Regions from separate parts of the Rattus norvegicus genome. Here region 2 is linked to region 1. Evidence: chromatin contacts called from public Hi-C data. All regions are on one chromosome and are shown on one strand. Each heading gives the region's core, a stretch centred on a gene start, on an enhancer-like site or on the middle of the called end of the contact. The rest is flanking DNA. Distances are from core to core; before and after follow the strand shown. Region 1 overlaps Foxn3 (forkhead box N3). Region 2 holds the start of Foxn3 (forkhead box N3).

Region 1 (7,499 bases), core at 2,185-4,684:
AATGCAGTGTGTATACAGAAATGAAGACGGTCTTTGCTCCAGCAAATCATCCCACTGTGGTGGTTTGAATAAGCAATGCCCCCAGAGGCTCCAGCATTTGAACACTTGGCCCCAGGTGATGACACTGTTTGCAGAGAGGAGATGGCCTTGCAGGAGGACATGTGTCCCTAGAGGCGGGCTCTGAGAGTCTACAGCCGACCTCTGCTTTCCAGTCTGCCCCCTGCTTTACGCTTGTGACAGAAGATGCGACTCTCCCCTTCTGGCCACTGTGTCTGCATCCTGCAGCCTCTGTCCCATCACAATGGACTCATCCCTCTGGAACCAGCTCTTCCTTAAGTTGCTTTGGTCATTGGTGTTTTATCACAGCAGCAACAGAGAAGCAACTAATTAACACAGGCACACTGGACTTTACCTAGTGCAGCAATCTGGAGCAGGAAAGCGGGCTGCAAGGAGGTGGCTGGGAATACCAGGCCCGTGCCCCATCTCTGCCAGTTAATTACTTTGTCTCTGAAGCAAGCTATGTCAACTCAAGTAAGCCGGGGATGTCTCACCTCCTGCAATCACTGCCTCCACTAAAGTGATCTTCCAGGGGAAGGTTTACTGAGGTTAGCGACTCCCTCATATTTAGGAAGTGCCTGAGAGTTATTATCACTGTCAGACCCACTGTGATAGCCTTCCACAGAAGAATCCCGAGGCACCATGCTTTCCCCCACTTCAGATCAACTGAAAAGCCATAAAAGGGAACAAGGCGAAAGCCAGACAGAGCTAGAAGACCTTGGCTGAGTTCCTGATGATGGAGTGGCTAGGACAGCAATGACGGCTCCTGTGGTATTTCAGTTCCCAGGTGCATAATGTCAGCATTACCCCTGGAAGGGAAGTGCGCCAACCGGAGTCACAGAACAGTTAGCACTTGTGTGGTTCTGAGTCACCTGCTAATGAGCATGACCCAGTCAGAGGTCCATGCCCCATACGCACAGATGCCCAAATGCCCAGACACTTCAGCAGGAAGAGGAAACAGGAAGAAACGGGCTCCAGCAAACACCTACTGGAGGCTAGGTGTTGGAGAGACAAACCCCTACCACTGTGCAGAGTCTGTGAAGGGCTCTGTGCAGCATGGCATCAGATAACACTGGGTATCCCACCCCAGTTCTGGGCACGAACATACCTTGTAGGGTTGTTCCGAGGATTACATGAGGTGAGCTATGAAAACTGCTTAGCCTAGGGGCTGGTGGTGTACGCTTAGTGAGATCCACTCTGTTCTCACTATCCCTCCACCAGCCCACACTACCTCTCCAGAAACCCCAGTGAATTACCTATAAGGCACAAGGTTTAATGGGGGAAATCCAATTCTTCCCAGTCTACTATGCTTTTGGTAGCTAGCCTTGACCCTACATGCACATCTTCCCAATGGATGAGCTGTATTCACGTCAAAGCAGCTTGGCAGCAGTGGCAGGTGTGCGCCTGAGCCTTTGAGACTGCTCGGGATGTCCCAGGACTCTTTCCCACGTGAGCTGCTGAATCCCGCCCATAGGTCTTGCCATTTCTCGCTCTTCCTCATTGGCAGCACACTCCAGACCGAGATGGTGACTGGATCAGCCTGCTCACTGGCTGCCGAAAGGCAGCTGTGACCCTTAAGTGAGCTTATACCTCTTCCCCTTTCTGTCCCCACCCTCAAGTGTCAGGAATGTGGCCTCTGGAAACTGGCACAGCCAATTTCCAGCGGCTCTGTGGAAAGAGGCATGGAGCGCCGTCTCCCTTTCCATTAAACGCTAAGGCAGGAGTATGAGCCCATTTGCCTGCCCTTGGTCTAAAATTAGCATCTCTCTTTCCTTCTGCCCTGGCTGGTTGTGTGTCAACCTGAGACAGGCTAGAGTCATCAGACAGGAAGGAGCCTCAGTTGAGGAAAGGCCTCCATGAGACCCAGCTGTAAGGCACTGCCTCAATTCATGATCAGTGGGGGAGGCCCAAGTTCACTGTGGGTGGTGCCATCCCTGGGCTGTGGTCCTGGGTTCTATAAGAAAGCAGGCTGAGCAAGCCATGGGGAGCAAGCCAGTAAGTAACATCCCTCCATGGCCTCTGCATCAGCTCCTGCCTTCAGGTTCCAGCTTGTCCTCCAATGATGGGCTATGATCTAGAAATGTACGCCAAATAAACCCTTTCCTCCCCAATTTGCTTTGTGTTCACAGTGTTTCTCTGAAGCAATGGAAACCCTGACTAAGACCCTTTCTTTCTCTCACTACCTCCTGAAAAAACCGATACACTCAAAGACCAACACAGCCATCGCCTCAGGCTCTGAGATGGAGTCAGGAGGCAGCTCAGTCAAATACTTAAGAAAATACACGTTTGGAGCCGACTCCTAACTCTGTGTCCCACTAGAAGAGGTCTAGGCACCCAGCATCACCCTTTCTGGTCAGCGGGCTACACATCTTTCTCCCAGCAACCCAGGAGAAGAAACAGGCTGCTGGAGCCTCAGGTGCTATGGCCCCAGCACTTATTGACCGGCTGTTCCTTAAGTCACAGAATGTCTCCAGCCCCCCCCTGAAATCAGCTAGACTGTAACACTCACGCCAGACCAGGGACAACCAAGCAGCATGACTCAGTGCAGATGCTACGGCCATAAGTGACAGCAACCTTAGGAGTCCTTTGTCTGTCTGTGTGCACGAAGTGAGCATGGACTCGGGAACGCGCTCTTATGATAGCCCAAGGTTGACACTGGATGCTTTCCTCTGTCAACATCCTCAGCCATGTCACCTAGTCTATTATGGCCACTGGGCTAGGGTTTACTTGTCCCTGCCTCCCTAGGACCAGAATTAAGGGCATGCATTCCCCAACCCCAACTCCCACTTCTGGGACTTAGGTCGTCATGCTTTTATAGCAAGTACTGAGCCCCTTCCCAGGTCTAAAGAGCAGTTCTGTTCTGAAAAATCCAAGGCATAAAGCAAACTTTCCCGCACACTGTGCTGGCCCTCAGCGCTTCGCCTGCCTCCCTCTTGATAGGCATCTCCCTTGGTCTTTGCAAGGTCTGAAATTAACCTCAGTGGGGAGCTCGCAGCTCTGCCATTGGAGGGCAGCCCTGGCTAACACTATCAGAGGCCATAAGCTGAGCAGCAGGCCATTCCTGTCATGGTTCCTCCCCCGAAGGCACCCCTTCCACCTGCTTGCTTGGGCGCAGGCTGGGGAAGGGCTGTCATGGCAGGCACAGCCTGTTTCCTGTGGTCTTTCTTCTGTGGAGCCCTACATAGATGACATGCACCCCAGTTCCAGGTAGCTCTCCCCATCCCTCTTGGTCCATTCTGCTCTTTTGTTTATTATCTGGCATTCTGTCTCTGGGAAAATTCCAAGCAAGGATTATATAAACCTTTGGAGATAGCGAATGGTGACCTAGTTTCCTCACAGGGGTTGACGATGACTCACAGGGATTGTCGAGGGAGCTACTAGGCAGGTGATTCAGGAGATACCAGCAGCTGAGATGAGTGTGCACTGCCACTCTTTAGGGAGAGCCTGGAGTAGGTGGACAGACTGATTTCAGAAGGTAAGGTGAGCAGACAGCCATGCTTGTTGCTGACTGTTTGGCAAGTGGCATTTTGAGCATGATGACCCTTCTTGCGGAAGGTATCCCACGCTCCATGACTGACACCAGAGGCACAAACTGTTAGAAGACAAGGCTTTTATTAGCTCACTGCAAATTGCAGTAGACAACTGAAAACAGAGGTGGTGGGCCCTCAGGACTGCAACCCAACCACTGCAGGGGGCACAGGGTTCCTGGGCTCTCACTAGTGTCTCAGGCAGAGCCTTTTCTATTACTCACAGAGTTTCAGAGCCAGTGTGCTGGCCCTGGGCTAGCTTTGCAGATACCAAACAAGGAAGAGATCTAAGGATGCCACTCAGTGACCTGAAGTGCAGAGGCTACAAAGCAGGATGACAAAGGGGGGAGGGAGCCCTTTCTAGCAAGGAAGCCAGCCTGTGATTGCCAGGAGATGAGGTAGGTAGTTTACCACTCAGAGGGGCAGCCCAGGGTGAAGCAGGAAGCTATAAATAGCAAGGCACGAGGAGGTTCTATAAACAGAGCCTGGCCCCAGCCCCAGGGAAGAGAGCAGCAGGAAACATATGGGGTTCTCAGAAGCCATGCTGCCCGGCTCCTGACCATGGGAGAAGGTCTGCGTGAACCCACACGGTGCATCACAGAGGCTGTTTGTTAACTTTCTACATTCACTGAGGATTGCTACCAAGCCCTCAGGCAACACTAGCAGAGCACTTCATCATTCTGACTGTATGGCTTCTCCCTTAAGGGATCAAGGCACTGCCCCAATCTCAAGGCAAGAGACCATCAATGCTGCCAGGCAGTGGCGTACACACCTTCAATCCCAGCACTCGGGAGGTAGAAGCAGGCTGACCTCTGAGTTTGAGGCCAGTCTGGTCTACAGAGCAAGTTCCAGGACAGCCAGGGCTATACAGGGAAACCCTGTCTTGCAACACTTCGCCGTCCCCTTTGCCCCCGGCCCCCAGCAATGTAAAGGAAAATAAAGCTACAGTTGGAATGGCCAGAAAGAGCTGTGCACACACTTCCCTCTGGCTGTGTCCACGAGGAGATGGCTGATTTGCCACGCTCCCTAACTGGCATTGTTTTAATCCTTAGGGGCTCTGAAGCCCGCCACTGACAGTGCGTACACTTGACCTCCGGTCTGAGACGGGAAGGCGAATATGAAGCCAGTGTCTCCACGACCTTCTTGTTCTCTTGTCTACATTGCTGTTCCTGCCTGTGAGTGACCCTTGATGACCTTCATAGGCATCCAGTGGCGCCTGCCAAGACCCTGGAGAGTCCTCTTGGCCTGAGGCCCTCGTGAAGTCTGTGGCCTTTTCACAGAATGTTAAAAGTTAAAAAAAGGCCACTAAGATGACCCACAGAGCTGGGGACCGTAGCTCAGTCCCCAGTCCTGGTCTCCACCCCAGCGCACGTATGCACATATGGTGTGGTGGTGCATGCCAGAGAAATGGGGCAGGAAGATAAGAAGTCCAGGTCATCCCTTGGGACATGGAAAGTCTGGGGCCAGCTTGGATCACATGGAACCCCACCTTTAAAGGAATGAAAAGGAATCGTATCTTTAACACATGAGCACTTTGAAACCTCAGTGCGGCACCTGACATAAGTAGGACTACGGACATTGCAGGAAGAGAATTACAGTTGGAGAGTTACAGGGATGGACAAGAAGGCTCATTTGGTCAAGAAAATATTAAAAACAATCCTGTTAGCAAATCAGGAGAACCCAACCTGTGGTCAAGAGGCCAGGAATAAGAGACTTTCAGGAGAGACACTGAGGGTCTGTGAGTTATCAACCCACATCTCTCGACTTTCCTAGACTCCCCATTCCCTTCTCGGCCTAGGAACTGGCCCATCAGAAGTATCTACACCAGGGCTGGAGGGATGGCTCAGTGGTTAAGAGCACTAGCTGCTCTTTCAGAGGTCTTGAGTTCAATTCCCAGCAACCACATAGCGGCTCACAACCATCTGTAACAGATTCTGGTGTATCTCAAGACAGCTACAATGTACTCATATCCATTAAATAAATAAAATATTAAAAAAAAGAAGTATCTACTCTAGGGCCCGGCCCATCAGAAGTATATACCATAAAGTAACACACATAGCACACAAGGCAGCAAGCCAAGGAAGGGGTTGGAATTTTACATGGCTCTGATGAGATCAGTCTGCTTTCACTAAATGGGTTATGCCACCTGATCATAGGAATCTTTCCAGTCTGTGACTTGATTACAATTGGAGTCTCTAACTTTTCCTGAAATGTTATCTAAGAACGGATTTTAAGCACAGATTTCTCGGACACTAAAGAGTCACCTTCAGGCTGGCTGGGTGAACGGCTCTCTACTTAGCAGTGGATTGGGCTGGCTGGAGGTGTAAGCAGCCTCACACTGCAGAGGTCAGGAAATGTAGGCTGACAGCCGGGAGCAAGCAGTCAGGGCAGGTAAGGGTGGCCCCAGGCACATGACCAAGCTGTCTGAGAACGCTTGCCTGGCAGTATTGCTTCAATCTTTTAAAATAGGTACAGAGAAAAAAGACCTTTCCCCCTAAGGCTCTCAAGAAGGCTATGGATGGGGGTCTGGAATTCTTCTCACTCCACCATGAATCTAGTGTGGATCTTGGGATGGGTGCTTTCTTGTGGGAAATTCCCTCAAAGTGGGGGAATCCTCATTGCTTAAAAGGGAATGATATCTTTAGAAAGCCAGAGCTCCAAGCCAGCTGGAAACCTAGTCACAGGCACAAGACAGGTAGGGAGCAGCCCCTAGCAGTGTCACAGGAGAACCTGTCACATCGAGTCACTTTCTACCCCTGTGAGAGCAGCACCGACAGAAGACAAGCAGATCCTGGTGTACCACCTCTCAGCTCAGTGTGGTTCTGGCCAGGTGTGGGGCATGGACAGACACACTGGCCTCAAGCTGTGAGGCGGGGAAGACATCTTGATTTCAGGTGAACTATAAAGAGAAGAAAAGAAAAGAACAGAAAAGAAAAGAGACGAGAAGAAAAGAGAAGAAAAGAAAAGACAAGATAAGACAAGACACCAGGTAATGGGCGAGAGTCAGGCCCAACCAAGCAAGGCAAAGACCTGTCCTAACTGGCATTGCTCATTGAGCACTACTAAGCTACACCAGCCCTGCCCTTCTCTCTGTGGCACCTATTAAGGCCAAGCCACTCATGGGTGGGTCAAACTTCCCAGAATGCACCTTAATATTGTTGAAAACCTAGATAGAGGAAAAAAAAAGTTTATAACTAGGTACCACTTGGCGCCACCGTGGATTAGCTGGCCCGGGGACCCTCTCCTACAAAGTCACGGGAATGATTCCCTGGGGAGAAACACCTCCAGCAGGAGTTGTTATAGGGTCCACCTTTCATCTCCTTGGTCCTGACACTATGTGAGAACTCTCTCATCCTTGAGGCATACCTCTGCACCGGTTCCCACATACGCATGGATGGCCGTATGTGTACATGCATGTGCATGTTAAGTGAATCACACACTTAGTTTAAGGGATGCTCCGAGTGCAGGGCTATGTCGGCATTAGTGCTTCCTATGGTCTGGGGCGTAAACGAGAAGGTTAAGTTCACAATCTGTGGGGCTGTATGCTATAGAAATATCTACTCACAACCTGCTTGTATCTCAGGGGGAGAATTCAAAAGCATCATGGCACTGGCAGCATCAATGTCAGGATCTGGAAAAATCAACCAATAAATAATATTATTTACAACGGGGCCAGTGGGCATGTGTGTTCTTTTCACCCCTGCAAGTTACGGTTTATGAACGTGACAGAGAAAGAAAAAAAAATCCAGATGAGGGACTTCAGAGGTTACTCTCATACCAATCCGGACTTGAGAGAAAGAAAAGTTACTCTGGAACGAGATTCAAGGAACATGCTAGTAATTTCCTCTTCATTTTTGAGATCTACGATCATGTCCTCTTCTCGCTTTGTTAAGTGTTGGGATCGGCACTGTGGGT
Region 2 (7,499 bases), core at 3,356-5,855, 350 kb after region 1:
CCAACGTTAAAAAGAAATGAGGTAAATAATTGTTTCAAGTAGTAAATACTTTTAAAATTGTGATGTATCTCTCAGGCACTTCTTTACAAACCCACACCTGCCTACCCTGTGCTTCCTGTTACCAGCAAGGTTGGCACGTACCTGAAATATGTTCTTTATAAATGTTTTCCCCTCAGAAGCAAGGAGGGAAGGGCAACTCCTCTCTCTCTCTCTCTCTCTCTCTCTCTCTCTCTCTCTCTCCCCCCCCCCCTCCTCCCTCCCTCCCTCCCTCCATCCTTTGGCATTTGGTTGGTATTCTGGAACTACTGTTAAAAATGTGGCACAGACATCAAAACAATGCCAGCTTCGACGACTCTGTCAGTGACTTTCTGACAACTGGGACCGAGTTAGGACGTCACTGAGCTCCTTGCTCATTTGTATTGGTGAACGACGCTGTACCTGACAGTGCAAGGATTAATTCTTCTAATTCTCAAGTCAAAACAGAAATTTGCAGAAGCGCCGAAGAGCTCACGCTCGTTTGTATAGCTCACGGTCACCTTCTTTGAACTAAGCAAACTCTGGGGCAGGCCGGAGCGAATCGAGGTAGATTCTGGAAACCAACAAGTCTCATTCACTTCCTTCGGTTTGTGAAAACAAGTAACTGACAGGTTTCCTGCCAATGGCAGTCTGCCGAACTCGCAGATAAGTTCTCAACAGGAAATCCTTTGCTGAGAGGGACCACTTATGCCATCAAGTCCGAGAGCGCCAAATATTTGATAACGTGGGATCGTGAACTATACCCCTAATCGGAACATGGACACCACACAGCTCTAAGCTGTTGGCCACGCCATCGATATAGGATATTAAAATCAGCATTAAAACATATCCAGGAGCTCTTTGTCTCTCCCCCCGCCCCCTCCTTGAGGCACTCAGTTGAGGAAAACAAGGGCAATGTGATATTCTTTCAGAAGGATCAAACTACAATTTAAGTAAGTTTTAAAACCGCTTTAAGAAAAAAACCAGTGCAGTGCTAAATATACCACGTATGGGGAGACGTTATTTGTAAACAAATATAAAGAACTTGAAATTTAGGAGTCTGGCAGGGTGGGGGGTGGTGCATGCCTTTAATCCCAGCACTTGGGAGGCAGAGGAATGTGCATCTCTGAGTTTGAGGCCAGCCTGCTCTACTGGGTGAGTTCCGGGACAGCTAGGGATACACGGAGGAGTGCAGTCTTGAAAAGTAACAAACAAACAAACCAATATTTTAAAAGAGCATCTGGCTCAGTAGTTTAAAAAAAAAGGGAGAGATGGCTCAGTGGTTAAAAGGTCTCTTCCAGAGGACCTGTGTTCGGATCCCAGCGCCTACATGAGACGGCTCACAACGGTCTGTAACTTCAGCTCCAAGGACCTCTGGTTATATGTTCATACCCGCATGCAGACACCTACACATAATTAATAATGATAAATATTAGAAAACACTTACAATTTAAAGATTGCCATTGGCATGACGGGTCAAATTCTAGGCAATGTGTTGATTGCTATGTAGACAAGTTTTACTGAAGCGCTTCAAGGTGGAAATTTAGGAGAGGTAGGCCTGGTTATTTTCCGACCAGCGAAATGAATGAAAAGATAGCATTGGGGGAGGTGGTTGGACTTCTCTCCTTGATATTCCTCACCATGAATTAAGACATAGCTGATATGGGTACTCATGGATTGGGGGACCCCCCCACCCCTAAAATAGCCTCAAAATGGTAGCAGCACTCTCCATTCACAGGAGAGGAAACGCTTCTAAACCAGCTGGGCAGTTGTATTTGCTGTCTGGAAACCCTCGTCCTCATCCCACTTAGGAGCACTTCCTCTTCTCCCCGCCCAGCCACCAAGAACACCCTGCCCTTGGCTCCCCAGAGCCCTAGGCTGCCTAAGAGAACCTGTCCAGAATCCTAGAGACCATCAAGATCAAACGCCTCAGCTCCACCTGGAATCAGCCAGCAAGCATCAAGACACTTCACTGCACCTTTGCCAAAGGGCCCTCCCTCCATAGGCAGCATTCTGGTCTCTAAGGCTGCAGAAAGGACTTTTGTGCTAACAGTAGACACACACCTCTAGGAGCAGACGCACAGCTCTACCATTAATGGCTCACATGTATTCTTTGCAGCCTTTCCCTTGTTCAACTCAGAGGATGGGAAATGCTAAGTAAGCATGAACACTCACCCTGGCATTTGGGCTCTCCCCTGAACTATTTTCAATAAAAATACAGTTATGAAATCCAGAGGGCTGTTTTGTGTGTGTGTGTGTGTGTGTGTGTGTGTGTGTGTTGGTTTTTTTTTTTGTTTTTTGTTTTTTGTTTTTTTTTTGGTTGTTGTAAAATGACCTTGGTTTGACAGGCATGGTCTCAGGTTTCAACAGATGTTGTGGGAACACTAACAGAAGCCAGCAAGTTCTCCAAGCATCTGTGATGACAGGCAGGGCTTTTTTTTTTTTTTTTTTTTTTTTTTTTTAAGTGGTGGTCATGGTAGTGAATGCATGTGTGGTGGGGGTGGGGTGGGGTTACACTCCTCAGTTTCTATGACAACCGTGTCTCCATTCCTGGGTTACTAGATACCATCTACTTCCTGTGTCTAAATATTTAAACCAATCAGAAAAGTGTTTATACGGTTAACAACTTCTGGGACCCAGCTTCTTTAATGAGGCACTTTAAGGCTCAAATGAAGATGTCCAGAAGCGGCAGGCTGTCTTACAGAGATCCCGCTTCATGCCTAGCTCTAATTCAGCCTTCTGTGGTGAGAGAACTCCGCCCCCACAGCACCCCCCCCCCTTCTTGGATGTGAATGTATTCTGCTCAAAGCAGACGCCACAATTTCTTGCAACAGTCTGCAAGCTGATCATGATTGCTTGCCCCTCATTGTCTGTTTTCCCTTTCACTGTCTAAAGACTTAGATTTAGCGCGAGAAACACGCTAATTCACAAGGCACTTAAATTATCAAAGTAATGATACAGTTAAGCATCCATCTGTTGGTGCAGCTATTTAAATGCTCAGATTGAAAAAAAATTAGGAAAAATTAATTCCAAGTTGACTTTGCATTCTACAACTTACGAACAGAAATCACTGAGCCTGTATTGTGAAGCCCCACATCTATCAGTGCAAGCTAGGAGCTGACATCTGCAAAGAAATTTGTCACCAAAATGGCCTACTTTATCTGGATAGAAACAACAACAAAAAATTAAAGATGAAGACACCCAGAGAGAGCCAGATGCACCCAGATCAAAAAAGAAACCACGCAGGAACCCATGTACGAGAAGGCAGATCTGAAATTAAGACAAGGTTTTAAAAGAAGGTTTCGGGTGACTGTTTTCCTAAGTCCCCATCTGACTGACCAATCAGTGTGAGAGTTAGAGCGGGCTCCAGACATTCGTGCAGTCTTCAGGGCTCTCTGCACCCTCTGAGCTGCTCCCCCTGGCTAAGGCAGAGCTGGAGATCAATGAAAAAACAGGGAACAAAAGGGAAATACTGATGTCTTCCTCAGCCAGGAAAAGCCATTCCCATTTTCTTCAATGAGCCTGGAGCACCCAGCCTACAACAGCGCCACGGGGGAGCTTCCACCAGCCGGGTCCAGTCCTTTCAGAGCTGGCAGTTTCCCCTTCGCAATCATGTGTCCCAACGCTAGCACAACCTGGTGACGGAAGGCTCCCGGAGCCCAACCAATTGAAACTAATAAATTAAATAAATTAATAACCCCCACGATTAAAAGCTCCCAAGAAAGACCGCGTCCCCCTTTCCCAAATGTCATTCCCAGACTATAAACAAAGCATGAAAAATAGTCTCCCGGGCTAGGAATCTAGGGTTTTCTCCTCAAAACAACGTTTTTCTCCAAAAACAGAAACACTCCTGCTTCCTTCAACGGACACTCCGGTTTGTCCATGTCACGCCGGGATATGCAGCTCCGGTATTTGAAAAAGAGGTTTAAACTGCCCATAGACACTCTGTTTATAATTGATAGCAAAACAGTTACGACAGCGATGCTGTAACTCTGCCCCAACCAAACTCCACATTTAACACGTTAGTTCCTTGAAAATACTAGTCATGCCTGGGGACCCTCCAAAGCCGCCTCCCTCCGAAGTCATTAACAGAATTACATCAATTATTCGGTAATTTTTATAAATATCCATTGTCTGGGATTTTTTAAAATAAAAATGTAAAACCAGCTATCTACAAATTCCAGAAAAAAAAACTTTTCTTTCTTTCCTTTTCTTTCTTTCTTTTTTTTTTTTTTTAAATGAACTTACTTTTGAGACAAAAACTAACGAAAATAAGCAACTCGCCATCCCTGGATCTTCCCCATTCTGGGCTGCATGCTATAAATCAATCCGAAACTAGGTGCACAGATGGGGGCGGACACCTTAAGATAAAAAGCCAAGGGTGCCCCCCAAAATGGGCAGCCTGGGCAGCGAGGCTTGGGGTGACAATGCTAACCCGGGCAGAGGCTCGCTAGACAGCCAGCGAGCTGGATTTTCCTTACCTTCGATCGCCTGCCCCCCAGCTGCTTCTCGCGGCCGCATTGGGGGGCTGCAGCGGCGCTGGACTCGCGGGGGGCCCCGCCGCCGGCTCGCGCCGTCTCCCAGCCGAGCTGCACGGACCGCGGCCGGAACACCCGGCTCCAGCGCCCGGCGCCTGCCCGGGGTCGGCGGCTCGGCTCCCACCCGGGCCCGGAGTCCCGCTGGGTCCTAGCGCTCGCCGCCCGGGCCGCGGCCCGCTCTGCAGCCTGCACGTACTGCGGGGCGGCGGGGGAGGGGGGGAGTCCCGGGAAAGCACGAGCGGGAAAGCCGTGCAGCCTTGGGTGCGGAGAAAGCGGAGCTCAGTGCCAAAGCCTGGGTGTGCAAAGAAAGGCGCTGGCTCCCGCCGAATTCCCAGAAGGCAGATGCTAGAATCTGCAGCCCGGGCGGAATGCACAAGCGTGGCCGAGAGGTTTGCTCCGTGCACCTGTGGTATAGAGTGCGCTTGCAGAAGGTAAGAGACATCGCGGGATCCTCGGAGATTTCAGAGTATCCGGGAGGGAAAAAAGTGGACAGTTCGTGCGCTTGAAACCACTTTCCCCCCCAATTTGCCCCCATTAACATTTTTTTTTATTTTCCATTCTGATTTCTCTAGCTTTATAATTTGTGTTTTAAATAACAAAGCCCCATATGGCTCACCACGTAGTCATCTGATTTTCAAAAGACCTCCAAAATTACATCAAAATATGCACCCATGTATCTCCTAAGAAATCAACTAGAGAGAATTAATGGTGGCATATGGTGTGCCTCGTAGAGAAAACTTAATTACAAATTAAAACAAATGCGAAAAATTCGCAAATCCCATAAACCAAAAGTAAATTATGATCCTAGATTAGTTCACAGATCAGCTTGTTACCATTAGGGGGACTGTAAAAATTCTACGTTTCTTTCTGAGCAAGAGTGTTACCTTGTAAGAGTTGAACTAAACCAACTGCTCCCAGCCCCACCCCCATCCCACCCCACCCCAACCCACCTCCACCCTCCTGGCTCTCGCGCGACTTTTTGGTTCTGTATTTACTGTGGCCCACCTGGAAGGTCACTTAAATCTTGCAGGTTCTCCTTTAAGAAGACAATTCCATTAGCCCCTAATTCATAACAGTGCTTCAGTTGAGGAAACCTGTTTGAAAGGCTTGGCAAGTGTTCCTTCAAGAATTCTTTGAGCCTTCAGATACCACCAAGTTAGAAGGTCACGATTCAGTCAGACTGCTAATAGCAACAAAGGTCGGTGCTGTGGTTTACACCAAAAAGAAAACTAAAACCGCGGCTTCTGACTTCTATTTCGAGAGCAGAAAATGTCCCTTTGAAAAGTGCCGTTGCCCTCTCTAGTGCAGGCTAGCTAAAGGTAATGGAAGATTTTTAAACATTATTAAATGAACATCACAGGTGACTCTTTTCACACCTAGTGTTGTAACGTGGTACTTTCCCCCATCTTCAAAGTACTTCTCCTGTGATCTTTACCACGCCTCCAAGAGAAAACAGGCAATGGAGGTTCAAGAAAGGACTGGTCTGAAGCTCCCTGACTGGTGACCAGTGAGGATGGAATCTCTCCCTCAGGTCTCTCCACCCCAACCCCCAACCCCTTGCAGCAAGATACCATCTGTCCCCCTCCTACCTCTCTGCAAGCACTGTGGGAACGCAGTAGGATTCCAGCATCCCTTCTTACCTGTAACAGAGCCCCAGTCTATAGCATGGCCACATGAAGTACTTGAGAATATTTTAGTCACTGCTGAGAAATTTTGCTAGAAGGAGCTGGACCATTCAGATTTCTCTCCGGGGGCTTCTAGCTCCCAGTTAAGTAGTGCCTTAGTCACCCAGGTACACTGTTGCTGTATTTTGTTTTTGTTTTTGTTTTTTCTGTCAGACACACGACTGACCGCTTTATACGCGTTGTGTGTATCTGCAGTAGAAACTGATCACTTTCTAGTGTCCCCTCTGAAAGGTTTTGTGGGCCCCAAAGTTAAGTATCTTAGATATAAGGTGAGCCATTAGTGAGACCCACTCACTATCCCTGAATATCCCTGAGCCAACCCAGCAGCACTTGGCATCTGATGGCCCTTTGGGGAGTCACTTCTCGTCTCTTCTGCGCCCGTGGGAAAGTTAGCAGCCAGATCTGTTTGTGGCCTTCCACTTCCTCCTTCCCCCCCACCCCCCACCCCCCTCCAAAACCGAGTGTCACTTCTCATGATGTGTTCCAACCTGTCCCTAGCCAGGTGAAGGACTGGATGATGTTGAACCTCACAGACAGAAACTTCAAAAGAGTACAGCAGCTGAGTAAGGGGCCAGTCAGGGAAGGGCTATCAGGAGGTGTATGCTCCTTCCTGGTGAGGTACTTGGAAGGGCTTGTGTAAAAGTCACCTGATGGATCTATCTGACCTCTTTGTGGAAACACTAATGACTTTACAGCTGTACCATCCGTGTCGGTGTCCGTGTCACCTTAAAATGGTGTGAACGGTAGGATCCAAGTAGCCTTAGCATCGACAGGGAACTGTGAGATGTCGCAAAGCAGCCCCGTTACTAAGCAGGCTCAAGGCCCGAGTCACTCAATCATTCATTCTCAAATTCACTCATTCCTCCAATTGTGACTGGATCAAGCATTAGGTTAAGGTAATACTCTAGGCCATGGGAATGAAATCATCCTAGTTTGCCTGCGGGAGACTTTATTTCATCTTATAATTCCCAGGTCATAATCCATCACTGAGAGGATCGAGTAGGAACCTGGAGGCAGGAAATGAAGCTGAGACCACAGAGGAACACTGTGGCTTGCTCCTCAGTTACACACACACACACACACACACACACACACACACACACAGAGCCAGACCTACCTGCTCAAGGATGGTATTGCCCACACAATGGGTATCATGGACCTTCCCACGTCAATCAGCTAAAAAGGAAAATGCCCAACAGATATGGCCACAGGCCATTCTATCGGAGGCAGTTCTTCAACTGAGGCCCCCCTTCCCTGGTGA

What was found. A called contact is a pair of places that touch in the nucleus more often than the background predicts.
Region 2: a Hi-C map of mammary epithelial cells shows a contact between it and region 1, with 2.3 times the contacts expected there. The contact joins the promoter of Foxn3 here to the enhancer-like site in region 1. A contact is called at or near these places in 2 of 12 Hi-C or Micro-C datasets (frontal cortex and mammary epithelial cells).

Annotation. Positions count from the first base shown.
Region 1 is chr6:124,220,602-124,228,100 of GRCr8, forward strand. All of the region lies in intron 5 of Foxn3 (forkhead box N3), which reads right to left. Among named protein-coding and RNA genes, the nearest start is that of Cpg1, 180 kb to the left of the region's middle. Within about 2 kb of position 3,435, at least 42 of the 93 cell types and tissues checked have an H3K27ac peak or open chromatin away from gene starts, as enhancers often do.
Region 2 is chr6:124,567,435-124,574,933 of GRCr8, forward strand. Foxn3 (forkhead box N3) reads right to left here and starts at 4,606. Exons shown (of 7, transcript NM_001108047.2): 1 at 4,497-4,606. LOC102550560 reads left to right here. Exons shown (of 5, transcript XM_063262634.1): 3 at 4,470-4,984.